Regions from separate parts of the Mus musculus genome. Here region 1 is linked to region 2. Evidence: chromatin contacts called from public promoter capture Hi-C data. All regions are on one chromosome and are shown on one strand. Each heading gives the region's core, a stretch centred on a gene start, on an enhancer-like site or on the middle of the called end of the contact. The rest is flanking DNA. Distances are from core to core; before and after follow the strand shown.

Region 1 (3,606 bases), core at 423-2,922, 610 kb before region 2:
AGGATTAAAATTGGGCGTAGGGACATCTGAGGGTGTAGCTCAGTTGGTAGAGAGCTTGCCTAGCATGCAGAAGCCTTAGGTTAGATCCCAAACACTTGCATAATATCACGTTTGATAGTGCACATCTGTAATTTCAATACTCAGGAGGTGGGTGGGGGCTAAAGGATCAGAAGTTCAAGGCCATCCTCAGCTACATAGTCTGAGGCCAGACTAGACTACATGAAAATGTGTCTGAGAGGAGGTAGGGGAGGCAGAGAGACACAAGCACTCGCGCACACACACACACACACACACACACAGAGGTGGGGGGAGAAGTTGGTTTATTAGCAGTTTAATGGAAATTCACTCACTAAATCCACTGTCATCAACACATTTAAATCTTCCCCATGTAGCTAGCACTGGGAGTGGAGGAATCACATATACCATTGTTCCATAGCTCCATGATGCAAATAACTGTTCCCTATATAAAAGGACCAAAGGATGGTGTGGATTTGACCTGAAGAGTGAAGAATCTCTTGCATTTGTGGCAATGGTTTCATAGCACAAAGAAAAGTGGGGGTTTAGTATGCAGTCTGTCCCAGTTATTTTGAGAAATAGGAAAAACCAGTCTAGCTTTGTGGTCCAAATTATTTGGTTTGGGCCAGACTCTTTGGATCCAGTCCCTCACATTCTTTCATCCAGTCTCCTACATTCTTTCAATACCACTGCAAAGAAAAAAAAAAGTGTGGCAATGTATCCCAGCTTACCGATGATTTCCATCAAGGAAAAAAAATGAGAAGGGACTGAAGATGTGGCAGAGAGAGAGAGAGAGAGAGAGAGAGAGAGAGAAAGGAGGAGGAGGAGGAAGGGAAGGAGGGAGGAAAAAAGAAAAGGAAGAAAAGAAATAAATAAAGATACAAGTATTTATTGTGGTTTTCACAAGGGCAAGCAAGCAAGGTTCCTCCTTCCTCTGTGTTGAAGCAAACATACCCCTTCAAGTCCCAGGAGACAGGACTTGGGCTTTCATTTTGTTTCACACAGAAGGAAAATGTTACTTAGAACTTCATCTTCATGTTGAAGACCATCAGAGAAGAGGACCTAGAATTCAGCTTTTGTAAATATGTCTCAGCTTAGCCTAACATTTACAATTCAGATTATTCTCCAGGCACTGGCTTGGTTCCAAAACCCAGGCATCCCATGCAACTCTGAATTAGAAGTCTTAGAAGAGAGCAACAACAAAAAGCTCCAAACCAGCTTCTCTTAATTACACTGCACTTCATACAATAGCTCTTGCTAAAGTTAGCTCTGGGATGGCAAAATGGCTTGATGGAAAGGGAAAGAAAGATTCAGGGACTCATGCAAGTTCAGTCACCTCTGTTGATCTTCATCTGTTTGGCAGATATAAGGCACACAGAAGTATGGCACATTAAAATGGAGCTAAATGTGATGTATGCATATAAATGATGGCTTTTAAAAAAAATCTGCTGCTATATATTAGAAAATTGAAAACGTCCTTTTCGTTTGAGACATGGCCAGGGCTTTATGCTAGCTAGACAAGCACTTACTAGATGAGCTACCAGCCAGGCTGGAAGATCATGTTAGAGAAGTAACTATAAAGACAAGGAGAGTGAGTTGGGAAATCATGCAGCATGCACAGGCAGCGTCCGTGCAGTTTGACCCAAAAATAGAGCAAGTGATGAGGAAACTGGGTTCCAGAGTAGTTACAGATTACCCAAGTCCACAGCAGGAGAGAGTCCGAGAATAGGCACCGAGCTCCAGCCGGCCTCCTTAGTTCATGTTTTCCCCACACTACTCAAGGCAATATTCTTTTTTTTTTTCAAAGATTTATTTACTTATTATATGTAAGTACACTGTAGTTGTCTTCAGACACCCCAGAAGAGGGAGTCAGATCTCATTACGGATGTTTGTGAGCCACCATGTGGTTGCTGGGATTTGAACTCAGGACCTTTGGAAGAGCAGTCAGTGCCCTTACCCGCTGAGCCATCTCTCCTCAAGGCAATATTCTTATCACCACTATACTTTCTTTAAAATAATAGACTGTATATTGTCCATTAAGCAATTGCTTTAACAAACACTTCCTGGATACCTAATGCCTGAAAACATGATTGGACAGGTCTGCAGGCCTAATTTGATATGATTATAATTTTTTTTCAAGTTAGGAACAGGTATAATATAATATGGGGCTAAGAGTAACTCTCCTTCCCTTGCTTGAATTTCACTGAATTTGTTTCCATATAAAAGCTACAAATAACAGAATTAAACCACAAATAACAGGTGTCTGCACTGTTTTTTTACATGACAGAAACATCAAGTCTTAGCGGTCACTATATGTGTGGTTTGTCCACAAATGCTCTTAGATTTGAGCAAGGATGGCAGGATGACGGGAGATCTTAAACGTTCCCTCTTGATCTGATGTTTGGCCTTGTCGGGCATCGATGGGAGGGGAGGGCCTTGGTCCTGAAGGCTTGATGCCCTAGTGTAGGGAAATGCTAGGGTAGTGGGGCAGGAGGGAGTGGGTGGGGGGAATGTTGGGGGCGGGGGAGAGCACCCTCGAGGAGGCGGGGGCTGGGGTGGGATGGGGGACTTTCAGAGTGGAAACCCGGAAAGGGGCTAACGTTTGAAAAGTAGATAAATAAAATAACCAATAAAAAATAAAGAAATCAAACAAACAAACAAACAAACACACCTTTGGCCAGTGAGATAGCTCAGTGAGTAAAGATACTCACTGCCTAGCCTGAGAACCTGAGCTGCATCCTGAAACCCACATAAAGGAAGGAAATAACGGACTCCTGAAAAGCTATCCTCTGAGTGCCGTCCCTGTCTCCCCACCCCACATCCCACACACATACACGCTGTGAAACCCATCATAAACGCACAAAAATACATAAATGCAATGAAATTTTCTTAAAAAAAAAAAAACAACTTGGTAACACTTTAGCACAAGACTCACTTCCCTTTTGCTTATCAACCACCAAAAGACGTTTCCCCTTCGTGCTTGTTATGTTTTAACGTAACTATGGAAACGTAGCTCTTTCCATCCGACTGACGTGTTATTCTGTTTCCATGTAGTCATCTTCTGAGAAATATTTTAAACACTGTGGTCACTAGTCGGTCTTTGGGTTGCTTTGGTATAACCACGTGAACCTATTGGCATTTTAGCACGTTAATGTCTTTCATCAGGAGCTAGTTCAGTTTTGGTACCATGGGCTCTCTCTAATTCAATCACTTTTGTCCCATTTAAAGCTTTGGTAGCAGAAAGAAAAATGTAATTATCATTCAAACAGGATAGGACATCAGATTTATAATTTACATGTATTTATTTATAAACTTACATTTCTATATATTGTCATATATGTCAAGTTGAGTTTTGAGAGTTCTGTTCCTGGCATATGGCAGGCTGGAAATTCATACTGTACCTCCCACTAGCAACAATCAAGAAGATTAAATTTAAAAAAAAAATCCTAGGGACTCGGAGAGAATGTTCAGTGGTTAGCCAATTAGAAATTGCTTATTTTCGTGTGTGTGTGTGTGTGTGTGTGTGTGTGTGTGTGTGCACATCCACTTGTGTGAATTCTTGTGTAATGAGTGCATGGAGCAGCTTGAAGA
Region 2 (3,504 bases), core at 790-3,289:
TATTGGCTCTGTTGAAGGCAGTTGGTAAGCGTGAGTAGGGTAATACCTGCACCTCATCCTTAGCTTTGTACTTGAAGCCACACTTAACAGAGCAGCGACCATGACATAGTCCTAAAGAGAGCAGAGTTTCTAAACAGGATACGAGTGCACATGCCTGTAATCCCAGGAGGAGAGAAGAACATACGGTGGCTAGCCTGGGTACAAAAGACACTGCTTCAACAGAAGCCCCACCACAAACACACAACAACCACTGCTAGCTTGTTGGGGTTCCTTTGAGTAGCTGGAAAGGATGGAGTAATCTGAGACCTGGGTAGGCGAGGCATATTGGTGTACACTAGAAGAGTAGAGGCTGCCTAAACTTGACAAAGTATAAAAGATAAGCTATTGTCTGGATGATTAATATAGATTAGCTAATTACTGAACTACAAATTATGAGGGGCTGGAGATGCAGCTCACTGGTAGCGTACTTGCTATTGTCTGGATGATTAATATAGATTAGCTAATTACTGAACTACAAATTATGAGGGGCTGGAGATGCAGCTCACTGGTAGCGTACTTGCTTACCTTGTATGAAGTCCTAGGTTCAGTGTACAATAAATTCGCCCAGGCCCCCAAATATTTGAATGGTACTTCCCAGAGTCCTTTGGACTTGGTAATAATGTGCCATACAGCATTTGCCTGCCCAAAGAGCTCGGGCACAATGGGACTCTACACTCTCTCTGGAAGTCTGTACTTGACTAAACTTACATCACATAACTGTTCAGGTGCAGGCTGAGAAGACAGTGTCTCGGTCCTTCCTCGAGAATTTATCATGGATTGAAGGGCTAATTCTTCAACCTAGGAAAGAAAAGTCAAAGATATTTATTTCACTGAGTATTCTGCTGGGTTACTATAGTGAGTGAATTCCACTAGATGCCATATAGGTTGGCATCCCTGAACTGCTCTAGAAGGGGAGGGCAGCTTTACCTCCTCACCCCTTTCTTTCCCTATGAAGAGGTTCTTTGTAACACTGGCAGTCCTACAACTCAGTAGACCAAGCTGGCCTTGAATTTACAGATATCTACTTGCTTCTGCCTCCAAAGTGCTGGGATTAAAGGCAAGTGCCACTACACTAAGGTTAGAAATGTGGGAGGCAAGGGGATCATAAGTTTAAAACTAACCTGAGCTACACACTAGGTTCAAAGCATGCTTGGGTTACACAGGCGAGACCACTTCTCCCCTCCCTCACCCCAGGAGACAGCTGGTTCCACAGACACAGATGGATGTCCTATGATTGAGCTTGTCTACTCATTAATGAGAAAGTAAAGGCAGAATGTTAAAAAATGCACGTGTTTCCTGGTGCACCAGGGTAACTGCGTTTGGGAGGTCATCTTCAACACACGATCATGTACTTGTAAGAGGTTCTGTTGCAATAAGGGTGGGCAGTTTATAAATGCCCTGAGAAAAACTGCATATCGTTTTTTTACCACAAGTATACAAGTTCAGTTTATAAAGGGCTCCTCTAATCCTCATGTCACTTACATTTAAAGATCTTGCCCATGAGTGCTGACCAGGGATTACCATGATCATTTCACAGGGACCAAATTACCCCTATGTCTAGGACGTGATCAAAGCGCACCTAAATCTGCATCCGAGTCATTCTCTGTTCCCAGAAGAGTTACTGGGAACTCAAGCGGACAAGTTTCTTTCCCAGACTTCATTCGCGCCTCAAGCGGGTCTGAGATTCAGTACTAGCATGACAACACTAAAGCCCCCTCTAGTGCATATAAACAGCAGTAACCCGTGAGCCGGCGTGCTGGGTCGGGGTAGATGCGGGCTCAGGAGCTAAACCTGCTCAACACCTAGCGGCCTGGAGCTGTACCGCCGCGCTCCGTCGACGTCCCGAGGGGCTAGAGCTGGAAAGCTGTACGCTCACCTTGAGGCGGTTCAGTTGGTCGTGTAGAGCCGCCTTTAGACGCAGCAGGGTTTCCTCCTCCTTGCGGAGCTCCTGCAGTCGACTCAACATCCCCTTCCACTTCCTTAGGGCGCTGCCTTCTACTAGGCGCGCGGTGATGACGTCACCGCCGACTGCGGAGACCAGCGCCGGGCTGAGGGCTTACTTTCTCGTAGCTGTTTTCTGAAGGGCCAGTAGGGGCTTAGCTCCCACGATCTGAAAACAAAGTGGAATCCCAAAGAGCATGGAGATTCTTCAGTCCCTTGGTAATCCCTCACAGTAAATTGGCCCCACAGGCTTTAGGATAGCATTCATCTCAGCACCCTGTCACCTACTTTCCAAGTGACTTTAATCTCTGCAAAGGCTACTTATGCAGGCAGGAACCAAAATACCCAAAATACCTAAGCCTAGTAAGGACAGGAATGCTACTAACCTTTAGGAACTGCCTTGTCTCAGGGAGTGTTTTTACCCACGCTCATCATTATCTGCTAGCAGTTTTAACATCAAGGCAAGAGGAAACGATGATAATTCTAGGATGATCAGACTGATTCATACAAAGAACACTGCACCTCTACAGACACAGTGGCCATAGCTGTGGTGGTCCCGCCATTCCCTTTTACCATCATAGGCCCTCTAGTGGCTACCATAACTACACACTATTCATAGGACTTGGCCCCTAGCTATTTATCCCAAGTTCAGTTTATAAAGTAGACTACCATGTGGAACAAAGCAGCCTAGAGAATGAAATTTTATTTAAAAAATTTTGTTCTATAATTCTGATGACCTAAGTTTGACCATGAAGTCTCACATCTTGCCACTTGTTCTTCAAAAGGTTAATTTCAAGGGGCTTGGAAACATCCACAATTTAAGAGTCACACAAGGGTTTGTCACCACATGTTTGATTTATTGAAATATGCGGTCTCTACTTGCTCTCTGGAATTTAACAATTTTTAATAGTTTATGCAGCTGGCTTCTTTTCTTCTGTAGTAGGCTTCTTCTCTGCTGGTTTCTTGGCAACCACCTTTTTCCCTGCAGGCTTCTGCTTCTTGGCATCCACCTTCTTTCCTTTCTTGCCTACCGCTGGCTTCTTGTCTGCAGTCCCCTTCTCTGGAACAACCTTCTCGGATTTGGTTGCCAGTGCAGTAGCTGCTGCTTCCAGCTTTTTCACACGAAGTTTGTGCTGCAACAAAAACAAATAGAAAATTAAGAATCTTATCTTCAATGAGCGCATCGTGGTTCACATCTTTAACCCCAGTACCTGGGGAGGTAGAAACAAGTGTGTGTGGTTGGGGGGGGGGGGGGCGCCAGCGTCTTCATAGTAAGTTCCTGTCTTGGAAGGGGGCAATCTAATAAAAAAAAAAAATTGACACGCCAAACTGACTTACATTTCTGGCCTGGCGAAGAATGGTATTCCTGCGCATAGTCTTGGCGTAAGGGTTCAGCTTCAACATGATTCTCAGGTTCTTCAGTGGATTCTTCTTCAAGACTCTGCGATGAATCTTCTTGCTATCAAGAGGTAGCATTCATTAATCAACATGTATCCCTTTAATAGTCAAGGGGTCGTATCAAGT

What was found. Promoter capture Hi-C pulls out the DNA fragments that hold promoters and counts their contacts.
Region 1: a promoter capture Hi-C map of pre-B cells shows a contact between it and region 2, with 3 times the contacts expected there. The contact joins the enhancer-like site here to the promoter of Snapc5 in region 2. A contact is called at or near these places in 11 of 39 promoter capture datasets (the 3T3-L1 cell line, 3T3-L1-derived adipocytes, the C10 cell line and 7 more), 10 of 115 datasets of contacts at active chromatin or transcription factors (the 230-238 cell line, T-cell acute lymphoblastic leukemia, astrocytes and 7 more) and 3 of 9 other capture datasets (adipose tissue, liver and pancreatic islet).

The regions. Positions count from the first base shown.
Region 1 is chr9:64,788,922-64,792,527 of GRCm38.p6, reverse strand. No RefSeq gene overlaps it. Among named protein-coding and RNA genes, the nearest start is that of Gm36365, 19 kb to the right of the region's middle. Within about 2 kb of position 1,672, at least 155 of the 459 cell types and tissues checked have an H3K27ac peak or open chromatin away from gene starts, as enhancers often do. A contact at or near this core is called in the 230-238 cell line, the HPC-7 cell line, adipose tissue and 9 more, where this site is marked.
Region 2 is chr9:64,177,832-64,181,335 of GRCm38.p6, reverse strand. It overlaps Snapc5 (small nuclear RNA activating complex, polypeptide 5), which reads right to left and starts at 2,039. Exons shown (of 3, transcript NM_183316.2): 1 at 1,916-2,039; 2 at 748-837. The coding sequence starts at 2,005. It overlaps Rpl4 (ribosomal protein L4), which reads right to left. Exons shown (of 10, transcript NM_024212.4): 9 at 3,319-3,439; 10 at 2,774-3,113. The coding sequence ends at 2,892.